Linked DNA regions of Mus musculus: regions 2 and 3 are each linked to region 1. Evidence: chromatin contacts called from public Hi-C data. All regions are on one chromosome and are shown on one strand. Each heading gives the region's core, a stretch centred on a gene start, on an enhancer-like site or on the middle of the called end of the contact. The rest is flanking DNA. Distances are from core to core; before and after follow the strand shown.

Region 1 (4,530 bases), core at 1,152-3,651:
CAGGCCTGGCTTCGGGAATGCTCATTTAGACTCCATGGGATAGCCACATCCCCTCTCTCAGGGTTTGGGAAACTTGTTACCTTTTTGAACAATGGGTACTGCTGCTTCTCACTCTAAGTGTTGGCATGGACGCCCTTCCCAGCATCCCTTGCAGCTAGAGCATGACTATGGGACACAGGCTGTATTTGTCAGAGGTACCCAACCAGACTTAGAATCTAGACCTATCATCAGGAGAAATCAATAATCTAGGGCTGGTGAGATTGTCTTGGTGTTATGGTGCTCGCCTGCAAGCTTGGGAACTTGAGTTCAAGCCCTCAGAATCCACCTTGAAGAAAAAGCAGACAAGAACAAAAATAAAGCAAGGCCAAATAACCTGGTGACCAAGACATGATTAGAAACTCCGATGTATTTGTTTGTTTGTTTATGAGACAGGGTCTCATGTACCCAAGGCTGTTAACTTCTGATCCTCCTGCTTGCCCGTTTGATTAGAGGTGTGCATCACCATGCCTGGTTGATGCTGGGTATCAGACCCCAGGCTTTTGTGCACAGAGCTTCACCTCCTAACTCCAGCCCTACCCCCACCCCGAGGTGGTCTCTTTGAAATAGAGCTACCCATCCCCAATGAATCCTCAGCCCCTAACAACCTCCAAAGCTCTCAGCTCTCTGGTGGCTTCACAGAGCCCTTGGGATCCAGTCACTCAGAAAACAGCTCTGCCCAAAGACTTCCCAGTGATGGGCGTTGTGGAGTCCCCATTTGCTCAGTTGAGATGGTGCCTGTTACTTGTCAACAATTCCAGCTGGTATGGAAGGATCACCATCAAAGCTTTCTTATATATATATATAAAACAAACAAACAAAAAACCTGTTTTTAAACATATATTTAGTGTGTTTTCATGTACCATGGCACACATAGAGATCAGAGGACAAATAACAAGACTTGAGACTCTGATTCCACAGTTTTCTGGGTGTCAAACTTAGGTCATTGGGCTTGGTGCTCTGTTGCCTCTTTTTTCTCTCTCCCATTTGACAGCCATTTCCTGACTCACGATGACATGCAAAGGACCATCTCGGGCCCTGGAGGAGCAACAGTGACTGGGGTACAGTCCCAGCCTTCAGAACCTATTGCCCCGTGAGCCTCTGCTTCTGTCTGTTAGTCTAGGAAGCCTACACTGAGAGATTGCATGACTTTTCCAGGGTCATAGATTCTTGCGCAGAGCCAAGGAAAGAGGCCCAGCAGAGATGCCTCTATGGAGAACATGACATCCCCATTGGAGTCCACGGCTGATGGATGAGGGCAGAACGCAGCCACACGTCTTCAGGGTTGCCTCTACCCTTTGGAATCCAATAATGTCTGAGAGAATAAATAGGTTCCATAAGGGCTTCAAGGAGCTCACATGAATGATATGGCCGGAATGAGTTAATACAGGGTGAGTTAAAAAGGCTCACATCCCTAACCTTTAGAAATTGACTTCAGCAGAGGCAACTACTGAGTTCTTCCCAGAAAGCATCTCTCCACCACGACTGCCAGAAACAGAATAAAGGGACAGACCCAACTTTGTTCTGTTCTCATTCAGTATGTCTTATTTCAAAGGTTTTGGTGTCTCTGCCTCCCCTCAAGAAACAGGAACCAAGCGCCTCAGAATTTATAATCCAGAATTTATAATCCAGGGACTGACTCCCTCACAGGATAGAAAGGTTAACAGAGGAGAAGGAGATCCGTTCCCGAGGTGAGCACAGAAATCCCCTACTTGGCTCTTTCTTGTAGCTCTGGAAGAAACACCTATAGTTGGGAGAAGAACAAAGGGGGGAGTAGTCACAGCGCAAAGGCATACAACAAACTGCCCTTCCATCACCATGGTAACACCACCAGCCCCAGGGAAACCAGGAGGAAGCTGCTACCCCCACCCCTGCCAAGTTCTGCTTCACAATCTGAGTGGCCGCTTTTAGGTAAAAGGAAAAACTGGAGATAGAGCTGCCCAAATTCTCAGGCTCACTTCCGTCCCGAGCCACGCCCTCTCGCTTCCCGAAGTGTCACGTGATCTGGAGACGCTCTTGTCTCTTCTCCAGATTCTCCCATTATCATCCCCTCCACAGAGGTGTTCTACTTCCTCCCAGATGTCAGCTGCAGTGACTTACATTTTAACCCTGGTGCCCCGTGGACTGTCTGAACTAGATGGAACCCCAAGCTAAAGGAAGGCAGGGAAGCCTGACACGTTTCACGATCTGCCAAGGCTCTTCATTGTGTCTGTGGAGAGCTGTGTCCAGATCACAGCTTCCTGGCCTATCACAATCTGCTTCATTATGATCTGAACATTCTAGAAAGCATGTGCCTCCCATAGTTACATTCCAGACCGAGCCTCCTCCGGGGTGTTTCTCTGGTCTTCTTTCCTTGAGGCAGGCAAGATTCGAGGTTTCTTAGCAACCCAGGAGTCTACTTGGCTCAGGCTATGCACTCTCCATTCTAACAATGCAGCTAGAATCCCAGGACCCTGCATGGAGTTGCATATACACCCTACTTCAAACAATGGAATGAGTTCTTCTCCCTTAATGTGTCCCCTGCCATTCATTTTCCTCCCCAGAAGAAAAATCTGTCCCATTAAACAGTTCCTGCCAGCGTCAGTCAGCTGTCAGTTGTGGAATATGGTACCCGAGATCTTGAAAATCCTAAGGAAGAAAGGTTGATTCTGGCTCACAGTTTCGGCAGCTTCGGTCTGTGCTCCCTCGGCCTTGCTGCTTCGGATCTGTGTCGTTAAGGAGTAGGAAGCCAGAGAAAGGGTCAGAGGAAGAGAGAGGCCACTCCCACATCACAGCTGGATTGTGTCTAGTAACCAAGGCCACCTATCTGTCAAAGCCCTCCATCAAAGCCCTCCATCAAACAAGGCCATGTGTTTGGGGTTATTTCTATCCTACCTGGTGAAATGGTAAGCGGGGAGCGAGGACCAATGAAAGGAGTGTCCCAAGGGGCCATGGCGTTCAGAGACCACTTGGCGGCCTGCCAGCTTCTCGGGGACCCTACCCTCCAGGCTATTCTTCGCCTTTTCTCTCTGCTTCAATAAACACCAGCTTTCACTCTTTCTGAGCCTTCACTTCTTTTGTTCCTGGGAGTTCAATTCTTTGTCAGTCTTTTAGGAAGGACCTGAATCCTAAGCAGCTGTTCCCACGCTCAGGACAGCGTAGCCTTCTGGGGGAACGTGTGGAAGAGGAGGTGTAGTAACATCACTGTGACCCGGGAAGCGAGAGAGAAAGGAGAGCTCTCCAGTTCTCCAGACTCAAGGATCTAACTCCCATAATACACCCTTCAAAGGGAACCAAGTCTCTAGCCTATAAACCCTTAGGGGACACTGAAGATCCCAACATAACACTCCGTTCCTCCTTTCCTACATTTATTTGCCTAGAGCACATACCAGTGCACTTTGTGAAACTGTGCCTTTATCTCTTCTGCACATGTGGATGAAATGATTCGCGTAACCACATTTGCCTGGCTTCTTTCCCTTAGCAAGGTTTGGATTTATCTGCCTGAGGCTGGCATGCCTTGCTTACTCTGATTATCTTTAGTTGTATCCATTTTCCTGAAAACAACACAACGCCGTCCTTCTTTATGACTGAAAAACATCCTACTGCGTACGCATACACCACTCTTTATCCTGCTGGGTTGGGTCTGCAACGTATCTGTTGTGGTTAGTGCTTCAATAAACATCGATGCGCAAGCATCCCTGGGATGTGCTAAGCTGGACTCCACTGAGTAAAGACCCAGGAGTGGTCCAGCTGGGCCATATGATAGAGCTAGCTTTAGTTCTTGCGGCAAGTCTGTCTTGGTGTCCCTAGTGGCAGGACATTCCCACCTTCATTGAACAAGTGCCCTTGAGTGCATGTCCTCGCTAGAGTTTGTTGCTTGCTTTGTTGATGTGCTCTCATTTAGTAGCTGGAGTGGAGAAGATGCGGTTGGAGGGAAACCTCACATGAGGTTTTCAAGTATGGACTTTCTAGGTAACACTTAGAGGTTTGAGGGGCAGAGTCTCAGGATTGAAGACCCACAACATGAGGCACTCAGGATACTATAAGAGTATTGATTCCTTCCAGGGCTTCAAGCCCCATCTCCAATGTCTTTTCATGTTAGAAACAGAAGGCAGCCTTTTATTGAGTACAGGTCTATCCACTGGCAAGGGAAACATATAGGACCGTAAACATTGCCAAAACAGGAAAGCACCTATGTAGCAGGCCCAAGGCCAACGTGAAGCAAGAGCACTTGGCATCTTTAACTCCTCTTATAGCACCTGCCTACAAGGTGTTGCTGTGCAAGGCAGGTGTTGCTGTGTCAACCCCCAAACTCCTGGGAGGGGGACAGGGGTGTCTCATCCGATACCGATTGCCTGTCATTGTGCACAGAAAGGAGCCTGTTGCTCCTCCTGACCCTTGAGCTGCCTTCTACTCCAGTCTATTACTATTGAGGACAGCAAGGCTACAGATGCTCAGCCCAATAGACTGCCAAGAGGCTCCTTACCAGCCCTAGGATCTTATGCAGTGAAGATG
Region 2 (5,032 bases), core at 378-2,877, 630 kb after region 1:
GGGGCATCCTTAGAACCCAGGGGGCCTTGGCCTATTCTTGCCTCCAGGATTTCTGTGATTCTGGAGGTAGATGGCACCCAAAAGCTCCAGGGCTGCACTCTGCCACTAAGCAGAGATGCCACATGCCCTACCTGGGACTACTGTTCAAATTATTAGGCACCCTTGCCCTAACCATCGACTTAGAGGTGTCTCACACTAGAGAGAACCCAGAAATTCTGGCCCTTGAGCAGAACAACACTCTTAACCCGGGTTGATGAGATTGTGAGTGGAGGCCTAGAGCTGCTGCAGGCACCGTGACAGCCTCGGGGGGAGTTGGTCCAAGATCACAGTGAGGCTAAGGCTGAAAGAAGGAAGCCCGGTGGAATTACAGCCAAAGCTAGTCTGGACGATTCAGCAGACAGAGCCAACAGACGCCTTTTCTCACTTAAGGTGAATAAAGTTAAACTGACCACATGTTATACTCAGGAAGGTGACAAGCTGGCTCAAAATTGCATCAAGTTCATATAGGTCACATTGGACAGAGCCACTTTTGAAAGCAGGTGTTGTTAGAGAATGACGGGTGAACCATCCAGTAGTCTGATGGGGACAGAGGCATGGAGAAAGGGAAGGGGCACCTAATTTGAAAAGGAAGGTTCTTCAAAATGTTATCCAGGCTACAATTCTGCCAGGCTGTTAGTAGACTTGAGTTTCAAAAGAGATGGAGTTTTCAATCATAGAAGTTCATTCGTGGTGTAAGTGATAATCAGAAATATATCTAAAATAGAACATACCCCAAATGGCATGGTGGGATAATGGCCCCTTCTGGTCTCCCTCAGATCTCAACCACCCGCACGAAGATCCTGTAGCTCTCAACCCCAGCTAATCCAATGGTCAGGGCCACACAGTATAAACCGTCTCTCTGGTTTAAGATTCTTAAGATCAAGTCCCACACGCTGGGGATAAAACCCTTGTGGTGGTCTAGGAGGCCTACAGGACAGCTGTGTCTGTCTTCTCAGGGTCTCCCTCCTGTAGACAGTATCTCCTCTTCCAAGTCTTCCTAGCAATTCCCTGAAGGCACAGGAGGGTGCTTCCCCCCAGAGTCTCACACACAACTCAAGTCTCTTGAGAAGCCTGCCCCAGGCTCAGTTCATTGTTCCCACTATTTCTCCAAGCCTTATCCAGGTCTCTGCTACACCACGGCACCCTAGAGAAGGCACACTGACCTCAGGTTCCCTGGTTTGCTCACTCACAATTGGCTCTGGAGGCTGGCAGGTAGAGACCACCCATAATGATTCTCACCCCAGGTCAATTTTCCCCCTGGGCTGTGAACTTAAGTGTGAAGTGGGGAATCTGATCTACTTGCTTTCATCACCAATTTGTGGGGTTGAATTGCTCAACAATCCCTAGAATTTTCCTCTATTTGGTTCCTTGCCTCAGCCTTCTCCTTCAGGCCAGCACCTGTGTCTTTGACAGACAATGTCTCCCTTACCTTTGATGCTCTGTGACTTATGTAGAACTCAGGGCAATACCCAGTCCTCTAGAGGCCTCCCCACTACCGGGAGTCCAGACTGCTGCCAGCACAATGATGCTGCCATGGGGCATTTTCTGAGACCTAAAGGGCCATAAACAACACAAAGGAGGAAGTGGTGACTGGCAGAGCTGGCTGGGGACTCTCAAGGCAGCAGGCTCCCTGTCAGTGTTTTCGGCCAACAGCTCTGTGACTGTGGCTTCTAAAGAACTTCCCCTGCATGGCCTGGTTTGTTTTGAGATGGGATCTCACTATCTGGCCCGAGCTGGCTCCAAACTTGTGATCTGTGCCTCGTTCACATTATTCTTTGATTCTCTCTGTGCTTGCATGACTCAATAAGCACATGATTAAGCATTTTATTTAAATAATGCACATGTCTCTGGTAGAACCTGAGGAACTGTTTATTTATGTGTTTGTATGAAACAGTTAAATCAAAATACTAACATTGAGACTAGCTCCACTGAGGAACGAGAGCCTGGACAGGTTGGAGAAAGGGAAGAAGTGGCAGGTATCTTCAATGATGCTCTGTAATTCTAGGGACCTCTGAGGGAGGAGGACACCCCACCCCCTAAGGCTGATCCTGGTTCAGAAAAGCAGAGAAAAGTGTCCTGTTCCACCCCCCCCATTCTTTCTTTAACACTGTTAGAATCCACAGGTTTAAAGTTAGTCACACAAAGGCTTAAAAGTTGTCCCGTGGACTAGCCTGGGAAGGAACTTAAGCTACCACTTAGAGTCAACCTCCCAAACATCCAGAAAGCAACCCATTCTTCGCTAGAGGTTCTACTTCCTTTGTTTCTACCAAGTGGGAAAAATTTGAACCAGCCTGTAGTAAGCGTGCTATAGCATTTATAAGCGTACCTCAAGATAAACCAGGCCACACAGTTAAAGCCACACTCCTGAACAAGCTGGAGCTGGGAGCTCCCCCAGCTCACCCCAGCACTGAGTGAGCTGCCAGCCTGGGGCATCCGGGGAGGCTGGGTCCTGTCACCCTCCACGGCACCTCCTTGTTCCAAGTGTTCACATGAAAGTTGACATTTGCTTATTTTTTTCTGTAGCCAAGGAAAGGCGAACCTGCAAGCCAGGGCTAACTACTCTTCGTCCCCAGCCTTTGAAGCCCATTTCATTTAAGTAATTGGCTTCCCTCACAGGGACCAATTAGAAACCAGGAGGAAAACGGGATTCAGACCTTTCACTAGCCTCTCCGAGACTGAAACCCGGATAGAGCCTGGCTGCTTCTTTACAGAAACAAACATGTGCACATTAGGTCTCATTAAGTCATATGCTAAGGAGATGTAAATATGACCAGTGACATTAAAATATCTCCACGGTCCCTTCCCTCACTGCCACGCTTCGGAGTGTTCAATTCAGCTTGGCGAGGAATATGACCCACCAGACACCAGAGATTCCACTTTGCTTGGAGGGAAGCAATGGAATATAGTCTTTAAAAAGGGTAGCCAGGAAGATCCAAGTGGCTGCCAGAGTGGTCCCCTCCTGCCGTTTTACTCTCTAACTTCTCGTCACTACTGTGACTTCCATGAGGCTTGCATTATACTCCTAGGGTTAAATGGCCTGGGCCTGGCATGGTTAAAAGCATGAGTTTTAGCATCTAAGTCTGTGCGCTGTCTAAGAGACCATGAAGAGTCACTCCAGCGCTCTCTGAGTCCCTGCCTCTTCAACACACATGGGGGCGGTGGTAACGGCCATGACCAGGTGCTGCAAAGAGTAGGTAAAACTCAGAGAACATCTTATCTAGTATGTTGTATGACAACATCATGGTAGGACAATTCACGGAGAACCTAGTGCCTTTACTTGCAAGGCCAGCCTTGCGGAGCAGCAAGCAATCACCCCTGTGCTGCTTAAATAGAAATGATCCTCACAGGCCCATAGAGAGTGACACTGTTAGGAGGCGAGGCCTTGTTGGAGCAGGTGTGGATTTGTTGGAGGAGCTGTGTCAGTAGGGATGGGCTTTGAGGTCTCAGATGCTCAAGCCATAGCCAGCGTGGCAATCTCTTCCTGCTGCCTAAGGATCCAGGGGTAAAACTCTCCTTCTCCAGCACCATGTCTGCCTGCATGCGCCATGCGTTCTACCATGATGATTATGGACTAAACCTCTGAAACTGTAAGCCAGTCCCAATTAAATGTTTTTCTTTATAGGAGTTGCTGTGGTCATGGTGTCTCTTCACAGCAGTGAAAACCCTAAATAAGTGATGCCGGTGGAGAGCTCCCGTGGGCCTTTTAACTAATCGGTCAGCAATCTGTAACTATTCTCAGGGGCCACAGGAAGCTCACATTGTTCAGGAGCTTGAGGAGCTCTGTGGATTAGATGGCAGATAAAACTGTGTGTCAGTCTTCCACTGCTCTAATGAAATGTCCGTGAAAGCTGACTTAAAGGGAGGTCTCAGGAAGTCTCGGGCCATGGTTGCTTAGGATATGCCAGCTGTAGGCCTGGGCTAGCCCAGCACTGTGGCAATGCATGTGGAGTGTGGGGAGAGGAGGCTGTCCACCTCAGGGCAGTTGAGAAGCCAGGAGAAAAGGAGGGAGGGCAGGAAGAAGAGAGGGAAAACGGCACAAGGCAGCAACTGTCAGTAAGCACCTTGTGGCCACAGCCCCCACTTCCTCCACATTCCCAAAGGACAAACACAGGACCCCACGGGCTAGCTTGTGCAACATGTTTGCTAATTCCAGGGACCTTCTTCGCCTTCTGTTAAGGACCATGCTTTCCACATTTGTCCTCAAGAGAGCCATGTTTCTGGCAGCATCCCATCCCTTTTGAAAAAAAACTTAGAAGGATTTGAAGGATTGGAGAACTCAGGCTCCCTGCAAGAGGCCATATACCACAGGCTCACATACGGAAGCAGGGGGTCCCAGGAGCACGAGGGCCCAAACAAGGGGCTGTGCTCCTGAGCACGGGGAGCAGCATGAGTTTGAGCAGACGTCTGTGGGCTCTCGGGGCCCTCAGTTCTCTGCACTGATGCAGGTGGATTCAGATGAGGGACTCGGTAGGTGGCAAAACCCTTTTGCCTTCTGGCTGGAAGGTTCTGGAGAACCCAGAGATTTAAGTAATCAGCACAGCAGCTTCCTGTCACTGTGGCCCCATAACTTATTAAACAAACAAGCGAAACGGTCTAAGCTAGGGAAATGGCTCAGTGAGCGGGAGGAAGCCTTTGCAGCGCAAACCTGGTGACCTTAAGACCTGAAAGCACACGGGTGCTGCCCAAGCGCCTCCCACCCCTACCATGCGTATACACACACTAATAATATTAATAAACTTAATGGTTCACATGAATATCTATTATTAATTAATATTATTATAAATAAGTTAATTTAGCTCTTACTTGTGGAGGCTACTGACTCTGGCAAGAGAGCCCTGCTGACTGCATCAGTCAGAGTAATGACAGAAACACGAGGGAAAGGAGGGGCGTGTGAGGGAGATGGGGAATCAGTGCGAAGGGTGGGATTGGCAATGATCTCACACTAGGCTCACCTTTCTAAAACCATTAATTTTATGCGTTATATGAAAGCTTT
Region 3 (4,655 bases), core at 1,117-3,616, 670 kb after region 1:
GGGATTTAGTAGATATGGAGAGGAAACACGTCCAGATAGCCCAGGGGGAGCAAAGCGTTGGCCTTAGCTTGTGAAGGCAGAGCTGGGAACAGTTCAGTATCTTTGGGGCTGGGGCTGAAGGAGACTGACTGCACCTGAGTTCTCAGGCTTTGGCTCTTGGTAGTCAGTCATAGCAATAGCAGTTACACCACCAAGACCACAGTCCCTGCCAACTGAGTCCCTATCCCATAAGTCCTTTATGTGAATTCTCCCCCACTCCCCAACAATACATTAGTCTTTTTTTTCTTTAATTGGATATTTTATTTATTTACATTTCTTTTTTTATTAGATATTTTCTTTTTTACATTTCGAATGTTATCCCCTTTCCTGGTTTCCCCTCCGAAAATCCCATATCCTCTTCCCCTCTCCCCCTGCTCACCAACCCACCCACTCCCGTTTCTTGGTCCTGGCATTTCCCTACACTGGGGCATCGAGCCTTCACAGGACCAAGGGCCTCTCCTCCCACTGATGACCGACTAGGCCATCCTCTGCTACATATGCAACTGGAACCATGGGTCACTCCATGTGTTTTCTTTGGTTGGTGGTTTAGTCCCAGGGAGCTCTGGGGATACTGGTTAGCTCATATTGTTGTTCCTCTTATGGGGCTGCAAACCCCTTTAGTTCCTTGGTCTTTTCTCTAGCTCCTTCCTTAGGCTCAGTCTAATAGTAGGCTGTGAGGATCCACCTCTGTATTCGTCAGGCACTGGTAGAGCCTCTCAGGAGGCAGCTCTAACAGGCTTCTGTCGGCAAGCACTTGTTGGCATCCACATCTTAGAGTTACTCACTGCACTGATGGGGGAAACTAAGACAAGCTGAGGTTCTTTTAAAAGGTCTCCCCTAATAAGCAAGACCAAGGATGTAGACCCAGTTATTTTAGAACATGCTTTTTTAACCAAAGGAATGCCCAAAGCCCCCCAAAAGGCAGGGAGTAACCAACACACAATTAGTAGGCACAATATCTCCTCAGAACCAAATGAGATACGACTAGAGTAAAGTTATTTTGCTTAAAAGAATAAGAAAGTCTGGGCATGGTGGCGCAACCTATGAGTGGAAGCATGAAGATCTCAGGGCCTCCAGGCTAGCCTGGGCTATATCTAAGTCCTGGGCTAGCCTGGGCTATAACTAAGTCCCTGACTCAAGCAGAAGATGAAAGATTTAAGAAAGAAGAAAGAATAACTAGAATTCCTTTACTTGTGTTATGGTAGATTCTTGAACTTTATGAGCCTTTAAAAAAACCAAAGGACTCCTAGTCTTTCAGATCTGCCATGTCTACCTACCAGTCACTAAGGATGTTCAGATAATTCAAGAGAGTAGAGAAACAGAAGTCGCTTATGAAAAATTCTCCAGCAGCCAGAGCAGTGGTGGCGCACGCCTTTAATCCTAGCACTTGGGAGGCAGAGGCAGGTGGATTTCTGAGTTTGAGGCCAGCCTGGTCTACAAAGTGAGTTCCAGGACAGCCAGGGCTACACAGAGAAACCCTGTCTCGAAAAACCAATAAATAAATAAATAAATAAATAAATAAATAAATAAATAAATAAATAAATAAATAAAAATAAAAGATTCTCCAGAAGCTTTTATGGGGGGACAGGGAAAAGTTTTACTCAAAATGTGAAGTGACTCAGGTGGACACTCTGGGGGTCTCAGGATGTAACGTTCCGTAAGCTTTCCTGGCTTCTCCTCAAAGGCTTGCCTTGCTCTCCTCATTGGAACGTCTATACATTAATACAAGTTTTTCTTTTTTACATGACCTATTTTTCCAAAGGGACTGAGAGGGGGAAATTATAAATGCATGTTTAAAGCCACACTCATATTTAAATTCTCCCTATTTCTGTCATGCATTTTTTAGTACTTTCTATGTGCGATGAAAGATAAGGACGTGCATGCATGATTAATTGTAATGATGGGAGAACGCGAGGCAGTTGCTTAAGAAACGCGCACAACAAAGGAATAAACTACTGCAGACATCACCAGGACTGGAATGACACTACTCTGTGTACTCCGTTGCCATGGCAACGAGCAATGGGAAGATGAATGTTTCCTCGTCACTCTGCTCTGCAGTTCACGTCTATAAATCAAACTTGCATAAAGAACACAAGATTTCTGCTTCGGACTGTACTCAGGGTGGGTTTATTTTCCTGTTCCTGTATAATTATGGAGAAGCAGCAGAAAACAATGAGGTCATTTTTAGTGGGGAACAAACTCAGAAATTACTAATACACCTGCGGCATACAATGCCATTCATCTAGCGAGAAACAAGAAGCAGGCGAGCCAACCGGCAAATGAAAGCCTGTCTGCTTCCTGGGCACAGCCATGCCACCGCTCCTTGGCTCTGGCTGAGAACTGCACATTCAGAGCCTGGTGTGCCCTGCCTTCCCTAGCCGGGCTCTGCCATGGATACAGCAGCTCCTTAATTACCTGCCTCAGGAGCAGGCCGGGTTTGCATTGTGCAATTGTGCAGGAATGCATTCCATATTTAGTATGGACGTTTACTGAGGCGGAACAAGGTACAGTTGTTTTTATTTACATGGAAAATGGCTCACTGTGTCAAAGTCAGGGAGGAAAATAACACAGTATCGTGGAATTGGAAGTCAGTTGATCCCAGTTAGGATCCGACCTACGTGACCTTGGGTAGACACAAGCGTTAGTTCAGGCTCCATTTTCTGAGCTGTGCAAAGGGATGTTGTAGATGATTCCTGAGCATCTCCATTATTCAAGTCCAAGGCACTGTAAAGGCCAAATCTCAAAGACCTGATCATGGCAAAGCCGTTAGCTGTGCTAGTTCTTAAAGAGGGTACACTTGGCTCTGGTGTTTTTAACTTCTCTATTAGCAAACGCTTCACCATCAGGTGTTTCACGGTTATCATTGGACAGAAACCTTCTGAGCCAAAACACAGAAAATGTACTAAAACTCTCAGTTCAACTAAATGACAGATACTCCTATAACCTACGTTTATAAATTTATAATACATTTAAATCTAGGCAACAGGACCATTTATTAATTTCGACATGGTGGGAGGATCTTGCAGCTTCTGTAAGATTTTTTTCTGGGGAGTGGTCACTGAGGTTGACCTCAAGGCCTGACACATGCCAGCAAGCAATCTACCACCGAGCTACATCCTCACCCAGCATCCGGCTTCTTTAAACCCACAGACTCTGATGTGTTCAGGCTCTCCTAGAGTACATCTTTGTAAGCCCAAGACCCAGCACGGCCTGATAAAATTTTGTAGAATAACTCAGTACCTAAACAAACTCTTGGTACCACCTTTTTGTCCCTTGTAGCAAATGGGCACTTCCTTTTCCACCCTTAAACAGCTTCATATAGACATACAGAAGCCATCCCTGTGGGTGACAGGAAAATGTCTGGAACCAAGATAAAACAACGGTAGTATCTTTTGGGTAAATCTAACAGTTTTATGGAACTTTTTGACCTTAAAAAATCACTTTGGGGGTGTAGAGCATAAGGGGTCCCTAGAAATGAGGAAGGTCTCCTGTCCCTTGCTAAGTCTTCAGGGTTTTTGCTACCGGTACCAAAGGAACTAAGTCTGTGCACACAGCCACGGAAGCATTAAGGTGGACAAAAGCAAAGGTGCACCTGGCCTTATGTTCCTGACCTCAGGGAATGTTTGTGCCGCCACTGGGGAAGGCAGGCTGTAAAGAAGCTGAGGAGCTGGCAGGCGGTTATGAACTGTGCAGGATCTGCCTGTGCGACGTGCTAGCGCTCTATGCGGCCTCATCAGAGCTGTAAGCAAGGGCTTCGGGGGTTAAAGAAACAAACCTCACCCCAGCAAAGCAATGTGCCGGCTGTCGCAGCAATACATCCATAGAAAAGCAAACTCCTAATAGCCATAGGCCATCAGCATCTGTAAATCTAACTCTGGCACATAAACATGACCAGGACCACCACTCCACTTCTCCAGCATCCATTACCAGCCGCACCCGTCTCCTCCAGATGAGCTGGCTCAAAAGGCTATTGCAGGATGGAGTTAGATGTCACACAACCCTGCAATTTCCAATAGATGGGCATTAACGTGGGCCAATCATCTCGATACGGGAATTTACTATAAATGCATTCTGCTTGCCATCTGAGAGATTTGATCCATTTCTTAACCCTAGAAAGTACATGATTTGGGCACACACTTTATGCTAAAAATTCAAAACCCAGTAAAAATAACATTTATTAAGAAAGGCTTCAGGTTTAACTTCTCCATTCAGTCAGGCGTGTGTGTGTGTGTGTGTGTGTGTGGTGTGTGTGTGTGTGTGTGTGTGTGCGCGCGCGCGCGCGCGCGCGCGCGCATACAAATGTATTAAATCAGAGTTCTTAGCACCACCAACTGGACAAAGAGATCTACTACACATATGCTAGGCACTCAATTTGTTTTATTCCTTGAGAACAGATCATAAATGTTTATTTCACATTTAATTTATAATAAAGTAATTTATTTCATTCATCAAATAAAATTAAAAATGCCTCTTTTGTCCGCCAAATTAATGTTCACTCACACTGGTTCCTTCAGATAAGGAGGCAGATTCTGGTTAGCTTAAGTCTACCTACTGGAGCTAATTTGATTTATTCTACTATAAACACAGACTCTAAAGCAAAGACTGAGAACTGCAAT

The links. A called contact is a pair of places that touch in the nucleus more often than the background predicts.
Region 2: a Hi-C map of bone marrow-derived macrophages shows a contact between it and region 1, with 16 read pairs. The contact joins the enhancer-like site here to the promoter of 4930474N09Rik in region 1. A contact is called at or near these places in 1 of 39 promoter capture datasets (liver), 1 of 15 datasets of contacts at CTCF or cohesin (large pre-B cells), 2 of 484 Hi-C or Micro-C datasets (bone marrow-derived macrophages and embryonic stem cells), 1 of 115 datasets of contacts at active chromatin or transcription factors (embryonic stem cells) and 1 of 9 other capture datasets (embryonic stem cells).
Region 3: a Hi-C map of cortical neurons shows a contact between it and region 1, with 2.0 times the contacts expected there. The contact joins the enhancer-like site here to the promoter of 4930474N09Rik in region 1. A contact is called at or near these places in 1 of 15 datasets of contacts at CTCF or cohesin (large pre-B cells), 12 of 484 Hi-C or Micro-C datasets (bone marrow-derived macrophages, cortical neurons, embryonic stem cells and 1 more), 3 of 115 datasets of contacts at active chromatin or transcription factors (differentiating embryonic stem cells, embryonic basal ganglia and stem cell-derived neural progenitor cells) and 1 of 9 other capture datasets (embryonic stem cells).

What each region holds. Positions count from the first base shown.
Region 1 is chr12:99,160,407-99,164,936 of GRCm38.p6, forward strand. 4930474N09Rik (RIKEN cDNA 4930474N09 gene) reads right to left here and starts at 2,402. Exons shown (of 2, transcript NR_038130.1): 1 at 2,137-2,402; 2 at 871-1,780.
Region 2 is chr12:99,788,129-99,793,160 of GRCm38.p6, forward strand. The region is part of intron 5 of Efcab11 (EF-hand calcium binding domain 11); the gene reads right to left. Among named protein-coding and RNA genes, the nearest start is that of Efcab11, 93 kb to the right of the region's middle. Within about 2 kb of position 1,628, at least 98 of the 459 cell types and tissues checked have an H3K27ac peak or open chromatin away from gene starts, as enhancers often do. A contact at or near this core is called in bone marrow-derived macrophages, where this site is marked.
Region 3 is chr12:99,834,560-99,839,214 of GRCm38.p6, forward strand. All of the region lies in intron 5 of Efcab11 (EF-hand calcium binding domain 11), which reads right to left. Among named protein-coding and RNA genes, the nearest start is that of Efcab11, 47 kb to the right of the region's middle. Within about 2 kb of position 2,367, at least 59 of the 459 cell types and tissues checked have an H3K27ac peak or open chromatin away from gene starts, as enhancers often do. A contact at or near this core is called in cortical neurons and embryonic basal ganglia, where this site is marked.